Regions from separate parts of the Bactrocera dorsalis genome. Here region 2 is linked to region 1. A link is a contact called in public Hi-C data. All regions are on one chromosome and are shown on one strand. Each heading gives the region's core, a stretch centred on a gene start, on an enhancer-like site or on the middle of the called end of the contact. The rest is flanking DNA. Distances are from core to core; before and after follow the strand shown. Region 1 overlaps LOC105226124 (titin). Region 2 overlaps LOC105226124 (titin).

Region 1 (3,832 bases), core at 747-3,246:
TTTGCACAAAGTTTACGCGCATCTACGCACATAGGCGTGTACGTATAGAGTAGGTCTCTATCTAAGCGTGTAGGCGTATAGCCGGAAGGTTAGTTTTTATTTGCACCAGCGAATTTTTGAACTCAATGAACCCGTTTTGAAGGTCGGAACTATTATTTATTTTCTTTAATATTTTGCTTATTGCGAGGTACATCTCGGTGTCAAATCTTGCTGCTAGTTGCCTTAGCAACACTTGCTGTGGCGCCGATGTGCTCCACATCTATATACTCGTATTGGGTAGTCGAAAAAGTCTTTTCGTATTTTGTCAACAGATGTCGTTGCAGTCCTCTATCTCCATTGCTACCAATCACATTGTGTCATACCATATGGTGTTGGAAAGGTGCGATTTTAAGCTTCATTTAACCAAAAACAATAAATTCGGGAACGTTGAAAAAAAGTTGCAGCTCAAAAACTCAAGCCTACGAGTGGTACAAAGCCTTCAAAGACTGTCGAAAAATCGTTGAACACAAGCCTCATTCTGGATGACCTATGGATATGGATATGGAATTTGAAAATCGTGAGGCAAGTGTTAGAGATATGTCTCGCGAGTCCGTTCGAACGATTCTGGTGGATATTTTGGATTTGAAACGCGTTCCTGATCGACTCGTCGCGATAAAGCTGAAACGGCCGGAATTGTAGAAGAACAATTCATGGATTTTACACGATTATAATGCACCATCGCATCGAGCCACGATTGTGACCGAATTTAAAGCCAAAAACGTTATGAATACCATCGATCAACCACGGTATTCACCAGATTTGGCTCCGTATAATTTTTTCTTGTGTCCGGAACTGAAATTCCCCTCACGTGGAAATCGCTCTCAGTCGATCGAAACAAAATTCACTGAAGGAGGTAAAGATCAAAATACAACTTTCCAAATGCCTCTTTTTACCGTTGTCCAGAACTGGTTCTGACCACGTTTTTGCATGAGGGGCAGTATTTCAAGGACGAATTGCGGATTTTACAAAAATTTAGAGCTAGAAGAGTTCATTCGATATTGTTACAAGTTATGGAACTAGTAAGTTTCCTAGATCCATGACGTCTTAATACGATGATACTTAAGCTTTACGTTTATCTGTTAGGATCAAGCGCTCAGGATCTGCTAAGCAGATGTTGGAGTCAACACAGATATACCCTTGCTTCTAGTTCTTTGGAACAAAAATTGCCCAGAATCTCCTAACGAAACCACAAAAACCCATAGCGATGATAAGATTTTGACCAAATTATACCAAAAACATGAATTTGCTCTGCAAATACTAATATCCAAATAGAAATGCAACGGAACGAGGTAGCATGGCAAGATTTCACACTAACAATAACGGCAGTAGATGCAAGTAAAAAATAAATAAACAAATAACAACAAGCAATGTGACGGTAATACACTTGGAAGTGGCATTGTTGTTGTTATCGCTGATACTGTTGCAACTTTTGTGCGAACTTACACTATAATAGAGTCAAAGTCCATAGCAAAAGTAACAAAAACAACTAGCGCAGCTGACCAACCGAGAGATACGTGCTACGAAGTCGCGCAGTCGGTTGGTCGGTTAGCCGAAAACGGTCGGTCAAACGGCGCGACACATGAGAAATAATAGCAATAAATATAAAAATTCAACTATTTGCAAAAGCGAACCAATATTTTGCTGACAACAAAATCCACAAGAGAGCGAGCAAATACGAGAAGAGCTGCGAAGTCAAATAATGACAAAAATGTGTGGAATAAAAATATCACATATAACGGCAGCTGAACAGGAAAATGAAAGAGAGCGCAAGAGAGAGAGAGAGCGTGAAACGTACACGAGCAATTTATGCACGCTCAGTAATCAAAGTCTCGTGCCGCACGATGACAACAACGATGTTATTTATCTTTCGCACTTGAAGCGTTCAAGTGTTTGCTTGTCAACGAAGTAGCCATTCGTGTGTCATGTACGAAGTGCCACGAAGCAATGGCCAGCATTTGATTGGTCAACGATGAGGGCCGGTGCGCACTTCGTGCATCGCATCGGTTGCATATGTAAATACAGCCATACAAAGTGATGAGGGAAGAGTGTGTAAAGTGGGCAACAGTTGAGCGTGAGAGCAGCACTCAGCAGTGCTTACATTTTTTTTTACATAACTTCTGCCGTGCGCGAGTCAACTGCAAATGATTTATTGTCTATAGCGCTGTCTTCAAAGCTTTACAGGGCGCAGAACAAGTATGCAAAAATAAAACTAATAATAATAAAGTGCATGGCAAAATAGAAAAATACGGAATAAGCGCGAGCAAATAGTGCGCGCAGCAATTGTTTTAAGATAATCAGGTTACGATGCGTTTATTAAACATGAAAAAGCGCTAGATTTCTTTGTTCTCTTTATAAATTTTTTTGCTTAAAAATAAGAAGTCAAATGGAAGCATATCGGATTATTTTATGATTTACGTCAATAATAATCATCAATGACTTTTAAAGCTGAGAATATGTGATTTGAAAGCACCTTCTGTAACAACACAGAATACGGTTAGAGCATGTAAATTTGTATGCAAAACGCTACAAAATCAACACTGGAGTCTTGCTGATTAGACGCCAAATAATTTGAGGTTACAAACGAATAACCGCCAACTAAACAGTTAAACGACAAAATGGATCTTTTTCGGTCATTCTATGACTGAAGCAAACGTCAACAAGCATGACATTATACACAAATGTCAATAGAAAAGTTGAAATAGAAAACGCTTTTTCTCTTCGCTCATTACCATTTCGCACATCATCAACGGCACGCATCATTAGCAGTCGGTTGCAGGCACGCATTCGGTATTAACCGTAAGCGCAGGCATTGTTGAGTGCTATTCCATCAGTCACACACTCAAATGGGGCCGTTACAATTCGATTAGTAATGCCACTGCCAGCTACCGGATTTGTGGCGTTACAAGCGGATATTAAATATACTAAGTACGCGAAGCAACAGGCGGATATGCAAACAGAGGTAGGTTCACACACATCTATCTGTTAGAACATATTGTGTGTACATTTTGCTATTATTTATGTTCTATATTTAAACAGCGCATAGCACCAACTGTAATGACAGCTCAGCATACAAACGTCAACGCCAGAATTAATGATGTCAAATGTGGTACGCGCGTATTACACAGCAAATGGCTGCATATACATATGTATAGTAAACAGGGCTCCAACTTGGTGCGTTGAGATGACGTATTAAGTATTAACAAATAATCCAAGTGTGTCGAAATGTAGATAATATATAGACGAGTCACGAGCGGAAGCAATCACGTGATAAAGCTTAACAATTAATGACGGAAAGTTATAAAATAAATGGTGAATTTCAATGAAAAGCGGTTAAAAATAAAGGAAATAAAAAGAAAATAAAAGCCAAGACGAAATATCTCCTGTCATCAAACAAACAGTGGGAGCCAAGTCACAGTTGACTGTCAGAACTTCGAAGTCGAGATAATTTCGCTTATCTTGGACCCAGCATTAACAGAAATAAGAACGTCAGCCTCGAAATCTGACGCAGAATACCTTTTGCCAACAGGAGCTTTTTCAGACTGAGTGGGCAATTGTAAAGTAGAGTCCTCTCTCGAGAAAAAAGCCGAAACTCTACAAGTCAAACATAACCCCTGTCCTGCTATATGGTACAGAGGCATGAACGATGGCAACATCTGATGAGTCGACGTTACGAGTTTTCGAGAGAAAAGTTCTGCGGAAGATTTATGGTCCTTTGCGCCAAGCCACGGCGAATATTGTAGTCGATGGAATGATGAGCTGTATGAGATGTACGACGACATTGACATAGTTCAGA
Region 2 (3,832 bases), core at 758-3,257, 80 kb before region 1:
ATTACTGGTGGCTGCTGCAAGCTAGGTAAAAGACGCATGCGAACTACAGAGGTGGAGAAAGAAAAACGTTGGGTTATTAAGAACTGGAATTTTACATTTTTATTCAAAGTCATAACATACCTAACGGTTTCAATGTTGGCGTGTCCGTAACATCAGACACTTCGGTCGACACATCTTCACAGGTCAATGTCAGTGGCTCAGCCTTGATAAGCTTCAATTCAGCCTTCTCATTGTCTTTGTCATGATTGTGATTAGACTCTTGTTGTTGTTGCATTTGCAACACAGCGTTTAACAGGGGTTCATCGTCTTCCAGCTTAATCTTTTCTGCCTTGATTTCTGTCTTCAATATAAAAGGCGTCTGCGCAGTCTCGGCGGCTGGAAAGGACTCGCTTAATGTGGCTGGCACTTGTGGTGAAGGACTTGGTGTGATAGCAGTCAACAGCTGCTCCGGTTGAAGTGTCACAAATTGTGTTTGCGTTTGTTGATGCGGCTGGGTCTGCGGTGGTGGTTGTTGCAGTTGCTGTTGTGGTTGCACAATTGCATGTGGTTGCTGTGGCAACGTGCGTACATGTATCATTGGTGTCGAATGCGTTTGTGAACTGCTTTGGGCCTGCGCGGTCACATTTGCTGCTGCGCCTGCGTAAACCATCTCGCGCGCCATCGTCTTGCCAATACGCGCTTTGCGCCCCAAGATCGGAAATGCGGCACAATTGGTGGCGGTTGTGGTGGAGTTGGTGGTGCTGCAATTGGTAGCTACTGTTGAATTTGGCGTGGAGGGTGGAGGTGTCTCCGTTACTGATGTCAAGTCGTAGGCTTCGAGCACAGGCGGCGTATTGTTACAGTTATTACCCGCGTATTGCGGTGTTGTCTGTTGTCGGCTCTCCACCGGCACTGCCACTTTGCTGTCATTTTGATCGCTGCGTAAGAGCAGCTTTGCATTAGCCTCTTCAAGTGCCGCCGGCAATGACGCCGAGGACAGCTCCTGCTCCGTTAGTGTATCTAAGAGTTTTTCGTCGTTGGTTGTATAGCTTTCAGGCGGCGTTGGAGGCTGTACTACGCTCTCCTCGTACTGGCTTTTATTGTCCGAATCCTCTAACTTCAGCTCGGACTTAACCGCTTGCAACAGGTCCAAATGCTGTTGCGTATGTTGCTTGCCGAACAGTAACAGATCGTCGATTTCTGTTGGTGTTGCTGAAGCTAAAGCCATAGCTGTTGCTGTTACTGGTACGCTGGCGTGTGTCGCTGTTGTGGTTAAGGTTGTCGTCGTCGTCGATTTTTTAACTGGGCCTCTACTGGTAGTCAATGAATTGTTGATCGAGCTGCTGTTGTTGTTGCTGCTGCTCCTGCTGTTCTGGCTGTGGTTCGTCATATTCGAACTGTTGTGGTTGCTGTTGCTGCTGTTGTTGATTTCCCTGCTGCTGTTGCTGCCATTCATCAACGTATTGTTGTTGTTGCTCAAATGATTCATCGTTGAGCAATTGCTGTTGCTGCTGTTGTTCGTGCTGCAGCTGCTGCTGCTGTTGCTGTTGCTGCCGTTGTTGCTACCAATATGAGGCCCAGTATGGACGTTTTTTGGACACGATTGTTGCATTGGACACGGACACTGTGGTGGATATTCTGCAAATGAGAAGCAAAAACATATATTAAAGACGCGTTACAATAAGCAACAGCCATGTAGTCAGCCAAAATACGACATCAATATTCGATTTTTTTAATGTAGCCCACCCCTTACCCACAAATGTATCTACCGATTAGGTGAGAACCATACTTTTCCTTACCCATATACGGTCCCTGTATGCTGCGCGTATAGCACTGCCCTGCAGCGCCACCGCCCGGACTATAGCCGGTATAATAGCCCGGCGGACCTGGATAGTGTTCGAGATGCTGTGCGTGTGCTGCCGGTCCAGCCGGCACAAGCTGTGTTCCGGGGGGCGGTGCTGGTGGTGGTGGTCCCTGAATGGACGTTGGTGGTGGCGGTCCACTGGGTTGTGCTGCACCACTAGCCGCTGTCGGTGGTGGTGGTGGTGGTCCCTGTTCGTACAGTTCGGCCGGCGGAGGCGGATGACCTGGCTGATAGTATGGATAGCGCCGGTATGTCGAAGGTGGTGGCGGACCTGCGCTTTGATAGACTTTGGTCGAAAAGTAGGGTTGATAGGCGGGCGGTGAGTAGCACACCGCTTCCACCGGATATGGTGTACAATAGTTGGCCGGATACGCAGTCGAGTAGTGCATCTGCGCATGCATCGAACGTGGATATGGTGAGCTCTGATGAGCGGCGGCGGCCGCAGCAGCAGCAGCTGCGGCAGCAGCGGCGGCAGCTTGTTGATGAAGCTGCTGTTGATGCTGTTGCTGCTGCACCTGCTGGTGCTGTGTAGTGGGCGCGCCGCTATGTGCGACCGGCGGATAGCGGAACGGTGTCAAATCGCCACCGGTAATAAGCACATCACTGTCTGCGCTATCTGCGGCTGTAGCCGATGGTGGGGGCTGTTGGCCGGCAGCAAGCTCCGGATCAGAGCTAAGCGGCGCGGGTATTTGTTGAGATTTCTTGATAGCAGAAGCGGAAGCAGAGGTGACACCTGTCGGCAGAAGTGGCACATTAGGAGGCGGCGGTGGTGCAGCGGCTACAGTTGGTAGGACGTGTGGTGAGATCAATGGACCGGCAGGTTGGTAATAGCCTGAAAGTAAACAATAATAGTACAAAGCAATATTAGAAGTTGTGAAAAAAGTTGTAAATAAAATCTTATAATTAAAATGGATCATTAGAATTAGTCAAATGCGCCCAACTTGAGCTCGTTAATCTTCAAAATATAATAAAGTTGACACTCAGTGTCTCAGTTCCCGCCAGAAAACATAAACATCGGTCTATTTCATATTAAAAGGCATTCTGCACTATACAAAGCTACAACAACCGTACTAACATACGCAGAACGCTGTTGGTGTATAGCGGAAAATGCGCAGAAAACCCGAAAAGAAACAACAACAACAAAAAACTAACTATTTATCGCGCATTTTATATTTTTACAGTTGCAGGCGCTGCAATTGCTGTTGCTTTCGACTGCATACATTATACATTGGTTGTTAAACATGTTTTTGTTGCTGCGGGCGTTTTGCTTTGCTGTCACCGTTGTAAGAAAAATCTTACGTAAAAACGCGCGCTCATTGCAGTTACGCTGCGCTTGCTGTCGCCACTGAATGCGACAGCGTGTGCGCTTCCATTGGTTGTTGGCGGTAGGCAGAGCTAGCTGGCGCTGTTCGGTTAGGTAGTCGAGTCGGGCAATCGGCGCAACAACAAAAACAAGTTTTTATTTTATTTGCTTAATTTTTAATTTTTTACGCTTTGCTTTTCGCTTTTGCCTACAACCACATTCAATTGACAGTTGCTGCTGCATTTCGCCAACAGCAGCCAACAGCAACGGTGAACAATGTTGCCGTGAATGTGCGGCAAATAGCAACAGCGACAAAGGTAAAATGCTTAACAAAGCTATAAATTTAAATGTGAAAATTTCCTGGTTTAGTTTTCTTCTCTCGCTCTTAAAGCGATTGCTTTGCCGCTGCTGCTTGTGGCAAGTTGACTTTTGTAGTGTGGAAATTTGACATTTTGACTTTTACGTCCATGAGCGGCAAAGGTTAGTGAGGCATTGGACAAGTACAAAGTGGGAAAATCGATTTGGTTTTTGAAAATAGTGTTGAGTTAAGGATTGCATACAAATTGAGGTGAGTGGACATAGGACAAAGCTTTCGAAGCGGTAAAATGCAAGAAAATTGAAATTTCTTCTTAATTACTAGTATTTCTGTTTTGTTTTGTTTTGTTCTTGCGAAGGCCTATTGTTCA

What was found. A called contact is a pair of places that touch in the nucleus more often than the background predicts.
Region 2: a contact with region 1 is called in a Hi-C map of whole body, with 2.5 times the contacts expected there. The contact joins two enhancer-like sites. A contact is called at or near these places in 2 of 2 Hi-C or Micro-C datasets (both in whole body).

What each region holds. Positions count from the first base shown.
Region 1 is chr4:2,766,500-2,770,331 of ASM2337382v1, reverse strand. All of the region lies in intron 3 of LOC105226124 (titin), which reads right to left. Among protein-coding and RNA genes, the nearest start is that of LOC125778191, 62 kb to the right of the region's middle. Within about 2 kb of position 1,996, the one cell type or tissue checked has open chromatin away from gene starts, as enhancers often do.
Region 2 is chr4:2,846,641-2,850,472 of ASM2337382v1, reverse strand. It overlaps LOC105226124 (titin), which reads right to left. Exons shown (of 9, transcript XM_049454744.1): 4 at 1,779-2,675; 5 at 121-1,617; 6 at 1-43. Among protein-coding and RNA genes, the nearest start is that of LOC105226126, 15 kb to the left of the region's middle. Within about 2 kb of position 2,007, the one cell type or tissue checked has open chromatin away from gene starts, as enhancers often do.